2 separate regions of the Callithrix jacchus genome follow, and region 1 is linked to region 2. A link is a contact called in public Hi-C data. All regions are on one chromosome and are shown on one strand. The core of a region is the stretch at or near the end of the contact, and the rest is flanking DNA. Distances in the headings are between cores, read along the strand shown.

Region 1 (7,233 bases), core at 1,052-3,551, 150 kb after region 2:
AGAGCTAGACTCCATCTCAAAAAAAAAAAAAAAAAAAGTCTACAGTCTGAAGGAAGGCTGACATCTGGTCCCCCAGATGCACTGGCTGCTGTTGGAACCTAAGGTATGCGTTCTGATAGCAGGAAAGCTAATATGCTGTCACAGAAATAGCTTTCTACCAGTGGCCAAACTGCCTTTGCCCTCGGCCTCTCTCCACGTATCTCTAGCTCCAAACGGAGCTACTACAGCCAATAAAAGACAAGGTAAATTCCCGGCCCAGTGACTCTAGCTAACACCAATTGCTCATTCTCATGTTCACTCTGCACCCCCGCCTCCAACTCCTCCTTTTTATGCTCACTCCTCCATATGTATATCGCCCTCCTACTTCCCACCCAACACACATACCAGATGCCAAGGGCCTGGAGAACCCTCAACCAAATAAGCCCACTTGTAACATGTCCTAGAGTCCCATTTCTGATTCAAGCAACAGAGACTCCAAAACAAAACAAAACAAAACAAAAACCCCTAAGTGAGTCCCAATCCTGATTTTGCAACACCAAAGAGGTAAGAAAACCAAAAGGAACCTTGGAGATCATCCAGAGTTGAGTGACTTGCTTTCAAAATTACAGGGATGGCTCAATAAATACTTCCCATAGAAATGTACTTCAACTCATTCATTAAATGCATATTTACTGTGCCAGGCACCATGCTGGGTGACCGAGACAGTGTGTTCAATATGTTTTATTCGTCCTTAATGAAAAATGGAGCGGGGACGGTGGGGGGTGGAGGTGGGGACGCAGTCTGGAGAACAGTGAGATGGGGGATTTTCCCCAGAGGCGGTATCTACAAACAAATGCACAAGGAACGAATACTCAAGGCTGAGAATTAATGAATTGAGAATCTAGGTGAGTGATAAAGGCCCTAAGAACGCAGCTCCCCAAGGCTGGATACTGCCCAAGTCCCTGTCTGCTGTATGGGCAGGTCTTTTAAAGAGGGAAAGGGGCCATTCACAGCCATCCTCCGAAGGGGTTGTGGGTCCAAGGGACGGTCAGGCTGCCCAGCTCCTCACTGTAGCTAATTCCACCCCATTTTCCAGCAGTATCACTAACTCAGTATTTCTGCAGGAATGTTGGCCCTCTCTCTCCTAGAAAGAGTATTCTCAACTACACTAAAATACACTTAACTGTTGTATATCTCCGGTTTTCTTCCGAGTTTTTCAAAAGACAGAGAAGTTCAGGGGAGGAAAGCATCAAGCCTAACCGGGGTGGAATCCCTGTTTGCAAGCGGTGCCCGCCGGGACTAAAGGGCAGGCTGTCTTCTCACTCTTCCAAACCCAATCTTTGAACCCTCCTCAGCACCGGAGGGGAGGAATGTGCGGAAGCAGCATAAAGCCAGGTGGACTTTCAGGTTTAGCACGTGAAGGGCCTAGAACAAGACTGTAGGGGAAAATCAGACAATGAAAGGGAAAACGTGAAGCTTAAGGGGACTCCGGAAAAATTCAACATCCCCACAGGATTTCAAACAATCCCCAGGAAAGTTCTTTTGAGAGATCACAAGACAAAACTAGGCAAACAGATGCCTCTGTTTTAAAAGAGATTGTGAGCAGCTTGAGGCAGCAATGAAACCCGACTCCGGGCCAGGAGAGCATAGGGTCGGTCCACCGGAGCGCGCAGGCAGCGAGGGGTGCTCGGCAGGGGCCAAGCGGGGCCCGCTGGCAGCTCGTTCCGCCGCCGCAGAGCCGCCGGGAATGGGGACTCGCCTCGCTGCCTGGGGGAGGAATGACCCCAGGGACCCGCCCCCCCGGGTTCAGAGAGAGCCGGGCAGGTCCAGAACGAATTCCCCGGACTGGAGACCCCCAGTCTCCCGCCGGGAGAGGCTCCTCCCCGCCTCGCCGCAGCCTGTCCGCGCCGGCGACCCCGCTTACTTTTGGTCGCAGCGATGAGGTTCTTCCCGTCCTTGATGAGCTCTTTGATGAACTTGTTGGTCCTCTCGAGTTCCGCTTCGTGAGCGCGGATTCTCTCCCGGAACCACGGGCTGTCGAGGTAGCAGTCGCTGAACTCCAGGGGCTGCAGCCCCATGACTGCAGCGGTTCCGGCGCGGTGCGCTCGCCGCGCGCTACTGCCAGAGCCCGGCTCCGAGGCCGCTGCCAGGTGCGGCGCCGCGCGTTCGGGGAGCCCGCAGGAGCTAGCAGGCCCGGGCGCGCGACGAGCGAGGTGCGGACATGTCCCACAGAGCCCAGTCCTGCGGCGCGGAGGAGCGGCCGCCGAAGCGGAGACCAGCGCGAGCCGCGGCGCCCCAATCCCGGCAGCCCCCGCCAAGCCCTGAGCGCCCGCGGCCCCGCCCCGCCCGGCCCCCGCGCGGCAGACACTCCCCGAGGCGCCGCCCGGCCCGGCCCGCGTTCTCGTTCGCCCCCTTCTCTTTCCTCCGCCTTCCTTCTTCCTCCCTTCCTTTCCCTTCCCCGGACTGCTCTTCCCCACGCGCAGCTGCCCCTCCTCTTCCTTGCGAGGCGTCCTCGGGCTAGAATCTCGCCCCGCGGCTCGCGCGGGCCCGCCCCTTCGCTTGGGCTCCCGGGGCCGGGGTGACTCACAGTCGGCTCCCCGCTGCATGGAATCCGACCCGGACGGAGAAGGAGCGTCTTAATTGCAGTCCTCAGTCCCCGCAGGCGAGCGACCTAACTCAGAGGCGGCTGCCTTGCAGGAGATGATTGACTCATTCATGTCATTTGTTCTGGGACGCCCCGCAACCCCCGAGCTGGAAACGAAGTCGCACAAGGGGATCTTTCCGTATCCCTGTTCCTTTCCCCATTTAAAGTGAGATGCGTGGTAAACCTCCGCTTGAGATGGAAGCCTTACAAAGGCAAGAGCGTTTTCTGGGTAGCCCAGCAGCTCTTATTACACTCCTGCGTATCCACACTAAATGACTTAGGTGAAGGGAGAGGGTGGCTAAACCACAGAAAAGTTGTTTCTGTTGTGTTCAGCAGATTAAATTTGCTTGGGTAGCTAGAGATGATCTTTATTATTCTAAAAATAACCACCGGAAAACATGCCAGGTAACGTGTGGTTTTCACTGCGTGGGGGTCACGATCACTGAGAATTTATGCCAGTGCCCTCAAAAAGCCTATTTTGTGTGTTCTGTAACAACTCCAGTGTGTCCCAAAAAAAGGTAAGGCATTTGAAAGTGTTGAAATGTATACCTAAGGCCACACGCGGTTGCTCACACCTGTAATCCCAACACTTTGGGAGACCGAGACGGGTGGATCACCTGAGGTCAGGAGTTCGAGACCAGCCTGGCTAACATGGTAAAACCCCCTCTCTACTAAAAATACAAAAATTAGTCTGGTGCGGTGGCACGTGCCTGTAATCCCAGCTGAGGCAGGAGAATCGCTGGAACCCAGGAGGTGGAGGTTGCAGTGAGCCAAGATCGTGCCACTGCACTCCAGCCTGGGCTACAGGGCAAAACAATGTCTCCAAAAATAAAAATAAAAGGATTCCTTAAAAAAAAAAAAAAAAAAACTAATAATTCATTAGAGTAACTTTTCATAATAGCAACTTATTAGGCAATTATTATGTGCCGGGCACCCACTAGGAACTCCATCTACAAACTCACAGTATAGACTTACATAATGTGATGGTAATATTAACAAGAAACTTCAAAGTAATTCCTCAAGACGTTCAGACTCTGAGCTGGGTAATTAAGAATCTGTTTAGACAGCATATTGTTAGGAGGGTAACCCTCCGGAACAAGTTAAATAAGCCTCCTACTCAATAAGCCGTTTTGTTATTATTACTCTAATGTCCATCCCACAGAGACTTCAAAGTGTTTACAAATAACTTTTAGGCGGTGAAATCTTCAGTTCCTACTAAAACCAGCAAGAGACTGGAGTCTGCAGAAAAGAGAATAAAAAAGGCAAATAAAGGGGAATAAAGACAAAGAAAAGAAGGAGTGTAAACAAAAGTGAGGGCCTTGAAAAACAGCCACTTACCACACTCAATCCTCTGGACAGAAACCCAAACCTTTTCTCATAAAGAGGGGCTGCTGACACTACTTCTTCAGGATTCAACATAGAGGTTACCATGTGACCTAGCAAGTCCACTCTTAGATATATACCCAAGAGAAACGAAAATATATGTCTATGCAAATATTTACACACAAGTGTTCCTAGCATTATTATTCATAATAGCAAAAAGTGGAATCAACCAAAATGTCTGTCAGCTGTGTAATATTCCATACAATGAAATATTAATTTACAATAAAAAGAAATGAAGTCCTGATACATGCTGCAGCACAATGAATGGTGAAAATATTATGCTAAATAAAAGAACCCAGTCACAAAAGGCCGTATAAAATAGTCTCCATTCATCTGAAATGTCCAAAACAGGTAAATCTATGGAGGCAGAAAGATTAGTGGTTGCCAGAGACTGGGGGATAGAATGGAGGGTATATATAGTCAGGAGTTTATAATCAGGGTGATGAAAGTTATTTTTATTTTTTAATTTTATTTTATTTATTTATTTTTTTGAGACGGTTTCGCTCTTGTTACCCAGGCTGGCATGCAATGGCGCAATCTCGGCTCACTGCAACCACCGCCTCCTGGGTTCAGGCAATTCTCCTGCCTCAGCCTCCCGAGTAGCCGGGATTACAGGCACACGCCACCACGCCCAGCTAATTTTTTGTATTTTTAGTAGAGATGGGGTTTCACCATGTTGACCGGGATGGTCTCGATCTCTTGACCTCGTGATCCACCCGCCTCGGCCTCCCAAAGTGCTGGGGTTATTTTTATTTTTTATAGAGATAGGGTCTCGCAATGTTGCCCAGGCTGTTCTCAAACTCCAGAGTTCAAATGATGCTCCTACCTTGGTCCCCCAAAGTGCTAGGGTTACAGGAACGAGCCCCCATGCCTGGCCAAAACCAGTTTAAATTTAGGTTTTGGTAATGGTTGCACAACTGTGAATATAATCAAAATCATTAAATTGTACACATTAAATGGGTGGATTTTTTTTTTTTTGGTATGTGAAATATATCTCAATACAAAAATTTTTTAAAGATGAACTACTGAGCCAGACGTGATGGCTCATACCTATAATCCCAGCACTTTGGGAGGCCGAGGCGGGCAGATCACAAGGTCAGGAGATTGAGACCATCCTGGGTAACACAGTAAAACCCATCTGCACTAAAAATACCAAAAAATTATCCAGGCATAGTTGTACATGCCTGTAGTCCCAACTGCTTGGGAGGCTGAGGCAAGAGAATCGCTTGAATCCGGGAGGGGAGGTTGCAGTGAGCCAAGATCGCACCACTGCACTCCAGCCTGGAGACAGAGCGAGACTCCATCTCAATAAAAAAAGATGCGCTACTCTAGAACTGCTTCTCCTTCTTTACCGTATTTAGACTCCAAGCCATAAAAACCCTGGTTTAGGCCAGGCGCAGTGGCTCACACCTGTAATCCCAGCACTTTGGGAGGCCAAGCAGGTAGATCATGGGAGGCCAAGCAGGTAGATCATGAGGTCAGGAGTTCAAGACCAGCCTGGTCAAGATGGTGAATCCCTGTTTCTACTAAAAATACAAAAATTAACTGTCATGGAGGCTGAGGCAGGTGAATCACATGAATCCAGGAGGCAGAGATAGCAGTGAGCCAAGATCACACCACTGCACTCCAGCCTGGGCAACAGAGCTAGATTCTGTCTAAAAAATAAAAAAAAAAAAATTAAAAAAAAAAAAAACCCTCTAGTTTATTCAATGTGCCCAGTTCTTTAGATATTTGGAACAAAAGAAAAAGTTGTATACAATAATGTCACAACATCATAAAAGATATTACTTATCATTTCACACACATGTAAACCCAGTGTTAAAGAGCTGGTGAATATGAATCTTAATTCAGTACTGAATAGGTCTACTATAACCACCATGAGGAGAGGGGCCTAATTAATTTTGTTTTATTCAGCTATGCCTTGTGCAGTGTCTGGTACAAGTGATCAGTAAATGTGAAATGAATAAGTATAAGCAAGTGAAGCAAAATCTCTGTACAGTGGACAATGGAAAGATAAATATTTAGGAGTTCCAGCACCAGCTTTACTGCTTAATAGATGTGTGACCTTACAAAGGTAATTTTCTCTAAACCTCACACTTAACTATCAGTGAAATGGAGATGACGACATTGCAGCTGCAGGTTGCTTGAGAAGTTTTAATGAAATTGTGTTTGTAAAGTGCCTGCTGAAAATTACGATATGATGAGACTCAAGGAGGAAGGATGCGTGGAAGATGGGCTGAGGAGAGAGATGAGGGAGAGGAGGAGACAGACTACATTTCATCAATATGGGAAAGATCTGTGGGGCAGGAGAGCCTTTAAATCATAGTTTTTAACCACGTGAGACAGAATTTAAGAAACGTGGCCACAAAAGCAGATGCTACTGAGTTTCCAGGTTTCATCTTAGTTAATTAATCAGTTATTCCCACAAATATTTACTGATCATTTATATGTGTTAGGCAACATATTAGGTGCTTGCGATGCAGCAACACACAAAACAGTGTCTGTCGTCACTGTGCTTTTGGTCTTTGGGGGAATACTAACCTCATCCCCCCGAAAAAAGCAAAAGAAAAATCACTCACATATATCCAATTGAAAATTAAAGTGTCATGCTGTTAAACTAAAGGGTATGTGAGAGGTTGTAATTGGAAGACCTAATAGTTTGCGTATGGGTCAAGGAAGGCCTCATTGAGGAAGTGATAAGGAAATTATAATTTAATCAGTGACCAGGAATATCAGTAAGAGTTAACTGGTTGTTTGTTTGGAGATGGAGTTTTGCTCTTATTGCCCAGGCTGGAGTGCAATGGCATGATCTGGGCTCACTGCAACCTCTGCCTCTCAGGTTCAAGCAATTCTCCTGCCTCAACCTCCTGAGTAGCTGGGATTACAGGCATATGCCACCATGCTCGGCTAGTTTTGTATTTTTAATAGAGGCAGGGTTTCTCCATGTTGGTCAGACTGGTCTTGAACTCCCAACCTCAGGTGATCCGCCCACCTTGGCCTCCCAAAGTGCTGAGATTACAGGCGTGAGCCACCACACCCAGCAGGAGTTAACTGTTAAATAGGAATAGAGTAGTCCAGACATGGTACCAGCCTGTGCAAGCCCCTGAGATGGCACATTCAAGAGATGAACAGGTCAAGCGGCTGAAGCCCAGTGAGAGAGACTGGCTCACAACAATGCCGGATGGTGGAGGGTAGGCAGGGGCCAGATGGTGCAGGGCCTCTAAGTC
Region 2 (7,769 bases), core at 5,070-7,569:
ACGCCCCAGCAGCCACCTGACTCATGACCACTTCACCGTCCCTGCTGCAGAGGCCTCTATGAGGTCCCCTTCTCCCTCACCACTCGACTTCCTCAGAGGTTTATGTCTGCACTGGGAATAGAAGCCTTCACTTTTTTTGTTGTTTATTTTTTTTGAGACAGAGTCTCACTCTGTTGCTCAGGCTGGAGTACAGTAGCACAGTCATGGCTCACTGCAGCCTCGACCTCCCAGCTCAAATATGATCCTCCCACCTCAGCCTCCTGGTTACAGGGACTACTCACATGTGCCACCACCTCTAGCAATTTTTCTCTATTTTGGGGGAAGACAGGGTCTCACTATGTTGCCCAAGCTGGTCTTGAACTCCTGGGCTCAAGGGATCCTCCCATTTGAGTCCCAAAGTGCTGGGATTATAGGTGTGAGCCACCATGCCCAGCCACTGTTTTTAAATGTACCAGTTTTAGGTAAACTATAAAGTGAAAAATTTGTATACAAATCAGTAGAATAGCTAGAACCTTGCAATTTCCAATTACAAGTTCCAAGCACAGATGAAAATATCTTCTAATTACAATAATGTTAGACTCCAAATGTTAGAACAGATTAACATCTGAGCATTTACACGGTTCTTTAATCCTCCCAATAACCTATGAGATAGGACACTGTGTAATGCTATACAATGTAGCCAATAAAAGATTGTTTCCACCTTGTTTTCTTTACATGCTTTAGAAATAAATATTTCCAAATAACTAGCTTTAAATTAAGCCTTAGTATTTTAGTATTTTAAATCTGATTGAAAAAGAAAACATCTCTGAAAAACTTTTTTTCCGATTATAAAAACTAATCCTCCAGGCACAGTGGCTCATGTCTGTAATACCAGAACTTTTGGAGGCTTAGGCAGGCGGATTACAAGGTGAGGAGATCAAGACCATCCTGGCTAACGTGGTAAAACCCCATCTCTACTAAAAATTACAAAAAGTTAGCCAGGTGTGATGGTATGCACCTGTAGTCCCAGATACTCAGGAGGCCTGAGGCAGGAGAATCACTTGAACCCGGGAAGTGGAGGTTGCATTGGGCCAAGATAGCACCACTGCACTCCAGCCTGGACAGCAAGAGCAAGACTCTGTCTAAAAGATAAAAAATAATCTATATCAGTATAAAACATGGAGACAGACACAAATAGTCCTATATAGGGAGCGAAAAGAAAAGGGATAAACAAGACTAAAGCCTAAATCCACCTCTCAGAATAACTGCTGTTTTATTTTGATGTGATCATTTCTAATCTCTTTTAAAAACACACATACAGTCTGTAGTTTTGCTATTTTACTTTCCTTAAAACACTGCAACAGAAGTATTGTGTCCATATTCTTAAATACATCCTAACCATTCTTCTCATCCTCTAGGAACTCTTCATGAATCCTAAAATCTTGCACCCTGTATTTCCTTCCAGGAAGAATTCTACTCCAGTCTCTTCTTCACCACATTCTTTAGGAGTCAAAAAGTTCAAAATTAGTTTCTTAAAATATTCTTTAAATTTGCGGCAATTTTCATTCTTCTGGAAAGCCTATTTCCTAAAAGCCATCTTGCACTTTCTTGATTTCCACTTATTACTCTGGATTATAGAAAATGAAGACTCAATTTCTAAAGAAAAAAAAAAAAAGAACTCTAGCCACTTTTACAAGACAATAGGTATCAGATGGGGAAAAATAGGTTTTCACTTTTAAACAACTTTTACCTTTTTCTGATTATAAAAGTTTTGCTATTTAACTGAAATACAAAAAAGATGACTGAAATAGTTATGATGTTATCATGCAGAGGCAGTTAGCATGTGAGAACATTTCCTTAAACACCTACACGTAACGTGAAAAACACAACGGGGAAATTTTCCAACAATATGCTGTTTTATATAGCCAGCATTTTCCCTTTACTCTAACAAAATACTGACATCAAGGAAGGAGATGAATGGCCAAGAACTGAGTCGATGACAGTGTCACTGAGGTATAGCAGATGATACGGGATGAGTAACCTGTGTTCCAAAGGTGTTGGTGTTTCTGAAGAGAAAAAATTAGCTGAAAATAAAATTCTGAAGAGCAAAGATGACATCTGGATCAGGTGTTCTCAATACTGAAGCTGAGGCAGAGAGAAACTGTCAGAGCAAGTTAGAAAAGTATTTATTAAGAAACAGCCCAATAAAATCAAGAGAGGAATATTTAGAGAAAAGGCTGAGAAAATGGGGCCATTTACTGATGACCACATCCTTAAGTGCCAGAGAATAGAGAAAAGGCTTTTTTTCCCCCCAATAAACTGTCATTTTCCCATTTCTCTATGGAAAATGGATACTGTTGTCAACTGTGTAAGTTCTTTAACATATTAAGAATTCTAAGCCAGGCGAGGTGGCTCACACCTGTAATTCCAGCACTTTGGAAGGCTGAGGCGGGCAGATCACCAGGTCAGGAATTCAAGACCAGACTGGCCAACATGGTGAAACCCCATCTCTACTAAAAAATACAAAAATTAGCTGGGCATGGTGGCTCATGCCTGTAATCCCAGCTACTTTGGAGGCTGAGATAGGAGAATTGCTTGAACCGGGACCCGGGAGGCGGAGGTTGTGGTGAGCCAAGATCATACCAGTGCTCTCTATAGAGCAAGACGAATTCTAACCAGGTCATTCTGTGAAACATTTCAACTGAAAGCTTATCTTCAAGTTTTGTTCATAAGATTTCAAGACTGAATATTGCTCATTTCCATCTAAATATTTCATGCCTCTGAAAATTTTTCGGTTTATGTAAACAGACCCTCCCTTCCCCACAGATATGTTATATACATACTTCCACAAATAAATAAGCTGTGCAAGGGGTTTCACTCAACATCCCAGGAGACTGACGTTTCCCCACAGCTCACCCCAGAGCCTGAGGCAGAGAGCTGGCTTCAAGGGCATTAGCCTATGCAGTCCACAGGGCCCTGTGCTCAGAAGAGCTTCTGCTTGGTTTAATGATCAAATGCCTCTGTCCTGAAACTCTGCATTATCTCTAAATAAGGGGCACTATTTTCTTCACTTTACATTGGTTCTAGAAATTGTATAAACAATGCTGCCTGAACGTTCTCATTCTGGCCAGCACTGCACTGGACGGGTGAGGTCCAGACAGAAAAGGTGAATTTCTATAACTCACATAGCCAGTAAGTGGAGGGTGAAAAATGAATTATAATCTCAAGCAGGGGTCCCCAACCCCCAGGCTGCCGCCCAGCTGAATGTCCGAACAATCCTCAAATCAAAGTTGACACACATATTATAAAAACGAGGTTTTTATCATGTACATTCCCAAGTATAGGGAACTGTACATTTTTAAAAAGTTGGAAAGAAAATATACAAAAAAGGTATCCACTCTCAACTTCTAATTGTGAAAGAAAATGAAGAGCAGGCTGCAACCACACCTTCCCATCCATCTACCTGTGTGTCTTTCAGTACGTGCTGTGAGTCTGTCACAAAGATATCTCACTACATTTCTAATGAGACCTCAAATTACACTCACCATACCCTGCCCAGCTTGTCAATGAGAATGCTTCCAGGATCAACTGATGTTGAGAGGAAAAACATCCACCACCTGATCACAGTATTCTGCTTAATAACATTCTCCTAAATCTCTTTATCCAAGACTTGGAAGAAAGTATACATTTTCCAAAGAAAAAAAATCAAGACCAATAGCAACTGTGAACACCAGTGCATTAGTAAATAAGCATAAAATGTAGGAAAGAAATTCCATTCCAACAATAAGCCTATTTGGGAACAAAAATCAAGATGCCCAATTAAAGGAGAAGAAATGTAGTGCATTATATATTCAGTGCCTTAAATATAAAGTGGAGTGCTCTTTTGTCTGTTGCAGACATAGCTGATTTAGAGTTAACATAAAAAAGCTTATCCTTAGAACTGACCCAGAAACTGCAGGAAAAGCCGCCAGGTGGCAGAATTTCCCAAGTCTCAACCAATTGAAGAGCAGTTTGTCATACCAAGAGTTGACCAGCAGGTGGCAGCATACCCTCAGTTTCTCTGTACCAACAGATAAGTGTTGTCTTCATTTAAGGCTTTTCATGCAACAAAAAAAATGAAAAATACACTTTTAAAACATATTTTTATAAAGAAAGCTTTCATTTCCTTACATTCTGAATGTTGATCTGTAGTTCCATTTTGTAGTGATTGAAGTCTTTGGCAAGTTCATGGCCCTGGTGATAGAAGGTAAACATCCCCTGAAAAAATGACAGCATCTAAGACACAGGAAGAAAAAGGGATATTAGCACAAAAAAATTCAGAAGAAAAAGAATCATATAAACAACCAAGTTTTCCTGTCCCCCCCCCCACCACCATCTCACTGTTATTCCACTGAAATAAAGTAATTAAAGTGAAATGACTAACATTCAAGTAAACCCCAGTACATATTATTAACTGGTCTAATAGAAAAGGATGCTTTTTTCCCTTAAATGTCACAGGCTTTAGATAATTGGTATGGCATGATCTATAGGAAAAACTGAACTGTAAAGTCATCAATTTGTCCTCTTTAGTCAGAAGAATCCCAATATTCATTTGCAACTGAAATCTTATTCGCTATAGGTTGATACAATCTATAAGCAAGTAAAATCACAGAATTAGAAAGCTCCAGGCTCTCCAGCCACATCCAGCAGAGTGCAACCTCTCTGTTTTGTTGACAAAGATATTCTGTGACTTGCCTGGGGCAGCCGCAAACCCATAATGAAACTTTTAGTTGTCTACCAGCACCCAACCTGTCCCTGAATTTACAGGGCTGCTGCCTCTGCTCCACATGTGAATAAATAAATCTAAAGTGAAGAGAAGTGATCTGGGGAGTGAGTTAAGCAAATCCTGAGATTCGTTTTCTTCCTAATGCCATACCATGGGTGGTTAGGAATCTGGGGCTTTGACACCAAATGCCCAGCAGGCTCCATTCCCAACATCAGCCAGGACTTGTTAAGGGACTGTGGGCAAATTACTCAGCCTTCTCTATTTCTACATCCTAATCTCCTCATTGAGTTATAGTATGGAATAATGAGTTCGATACAACACTTAGAACAATGACTTGAACAGCCACTGGGCATTATAAATGCCCAATAAAGGCAGACCATTATTGTTATTTCACATAAAAAGAAAGCTTTGAGGAAGTTTACTTTTTCTCTTATGGTTTAGGTTAATGACTATCGCTCCACCTAAAGCACAGCTTCACAAATGATTTTTAATCATTACTTGGTTATTCTTGTTTCTACAAACTATACATACAATGGGTAAACTGTATAGCATGTGAATGTTATTTTAATAAAGTTGCTTAAGAAAAAAAAATTCAACAAGTCAATATTAAAATTAAAATGAATCTTGAGAATCATGAATTCGTTTTTGCTGAAATCCACATGAAATATCCTTTACATTTTAAGAGATATATATATTCATGTGCCTGTATCTTCATATATAAACAACTGAAGCTATTAGAAAACACCTGTATAATCGCAAACAGAAACCATGTGTTTCAAACATAATTAAAAGGAAATGCTAGAGGAACTCACAAAATAGTCTCAAATGTTCCATATCCTGCTTCTCAACTTAGATTGCCATAAGCATTGTGGGTTGTGTTCAAAGTCATATTACAATTGTTGAAAGTATCAAAGTTTGAACTGGTAAAAGCAACCCATGTTCACGCATTCTAACAAATTCTTTCAGGAAAATTTTTAAAAGATAGAGTTGCAGACTAAAGTGACAGAAATTACACCTGGTGCCTTCCTTGTGATCACGTAGGAATGGGAATATTACAAGTTGCTATGCAAATACAGCTGAGAAACAGTGATTCAGAGGCAATTCGTTGACTTCAGGGGATCTGTGTTTGCTCTTTTCAATATGTTTCCTTCATATTTATGCACTATAGCCTCTGAAAACTCTAAAACATAAATTAGATCTAGGAGTAAAATATTTCTCTTATATTGCAAAAATCTACCAGAAACCAACTTGGCAGTAATACTCACAGGTTCCACAAACTCAAACTTCTTTCTTTCTTGGATTTCCTGCAGTTTACACACATATTCGAGAGACAGTTCATAGAAGTGTTGCCGGTTTTGCTCCACTTGGATATCTGCCTATGTTAAAATCACACAGGTGAGTCAAACTGGAGATGGTGAAAAGTGAAACTCTGCATCAGAGGACATCACACTATGGTCCTGGGCCAAAACGCACTATGTTACCTGATTTTGTAAATAAAGTTCTATTGCAACACAGGCATGACCATTCATTTACGTATAGTCTGCAGCTACTTTCCTTCTGCAACAGCAGAATTGAGCAGGTGCAACAGAAACTTCATGGTCCAAAAAGTCTAAAATATTTACAATCACATTCTTTGCCGAAAATGTTTGTGACTCCCATTCTGCATGTTGACGTTGACCCCCAAGAACTAATGATCAAAGAGGCTTTCGTTTGTGAAAAACTCCAACCAGAACCGATGCCCCAAGGCTGAAACACATGCAATCGCAATCAACAAACATTTCCATGAATAAATTCTCTAAGAATAAAGCCTGCCTGAGAAAGGAAACTCCCGGCACCTCGGTGCTCAGGGAGTGATGGCGGCAGGTGACGAACAGCCAGCCATGGCAGCATCTCAAGAACCTGGCTCTCAAAGGCGGGCCAGGGCTGGATGCCTATCTGTGGCCCTCACAACGTCTGATCCCCTGGGAGGGAAGGGGGCACCAGCTGGTCAGGAGGCTATTCCAAAAAAAGCTTGCAGCTTAGCTTGTCTAACTAGAAAGGAACGAGAAGAGCATGACTCCACAGAGAATAGTGGAGAGAGAACTCACGTCCTAGAAACCATTCTTACTAGGTATCATGTGATATTTTTCCTAACTTAGCTAATTTTACTCTTGAAAATATTTTTCTGGGCATTTCTCCAGAGAGGATACACAAAAGGCCAATTAGCACATGAAAAAGACACTCGGACATCGCTCATCATTAGGATGCAAATCAAACTCACAAGGAGATACCGCCTCACACCCACTAGGATGGCTACTATCCAAAAAGAAAAGAAGCAGTGTTGGTGAGCAAGTCAAGAAACTGGAACCCTTGTGCATCATGAGTGGGAACGCAAGATGGTACAAGCACTGTGAAAAATAGTGCTTTCCGTAAAATAATCTTGAAATATAATGTGTTGCAAAGCTAAAATGAAAATTTCCACCTAACACTCCTCAAAATCATATTTTTGTGCCTCCATTAACCAGAATTCAATCATTCAACTGCCAGCAGTCAACAGACCCAACTCCCAACAAAAAATTAAAAATATTTTTTTCCTCAAATTAAAAATAGTATCATCACATGACCCAGCAATTCTACAACTGGGCATACACCCAAAAGAACTAAAAGCAGAGACTGGAACAGATACGTGTATGCCCGTTCATAGCAGCAGGGGAGGGAAGTGACCCAAATGCCCACTGATCAATGAATGAATGGGTCAATAAAATGTGGAAGATCCATACGTATAACAAAATATGATTCGGCCTTAGACAGAAGGAAATTCTGACACACGCTACAACATGGAGGAACCTTGAGGTCACCAAGCTATGTGAAATAAACCAGTCACAAAAGGACAAATACTGTGTGATCCTACTCATATGAGACACCTAGAGTAGTCAATTCACAGAAACTGAAAGCAGTTTCCGTTTTGGCTGCCAGGGGCTGCAGCGGGGGAGAAGGGTGAGTTATGGTTAACGGGTACAGAGCTGCAGTCTGGGAAGATTACGAA

Evidence for each region. Hi-C and Micro-C count contacts between places; a contact is called where the count stands out from the background.
Region 1: a Hi-C map of skeletal muscle shows a contact between it and region 2, with 4 times the contacts expected there. The contact joins the promoter of ARHGAP10 here to the enhancer-like site in region 2. A contact is called at or near these places in 2 of 3 Hi-C or Micro-C datasets (both in skeletal muscle).

What each region holds. Positions count from the first base shown.
Region 1 is chr3:49,127,730-49,134,962 of calJac240_pri, forward strand. It overlaps ARHGAP10 (Rho GTPase activating protein 10), which reads right to left and starts at 2,302. Exons shown (of 21, transcript XM_078366438.1): 1 at 1,904-2,302.
Region 2 is chr3:48,973,467-48,981,235 of calJac240_pri, forward strand. It overlaps ARHGAP10 (Rho GTPase activating protein 10), which reads right to left. Exons shown (of 21, transcript XM_078366438.1): 4 at 6,010-6,120; 5 at 4,150-4,254. The coding sequence starts at 4,254. Among named protein-coding and RNA genes, the nearest start is that of ARHGAP10, 150 kb to the right of the region's middle. Within about 2 kb of position 6,320, at least 1 of the 16 cell types and tissues checked has an H3K27ac peak or open chromatin away from gene starts, as enhancers often do. A contact at or near this core is called in skeletal muscle, where this site is marked.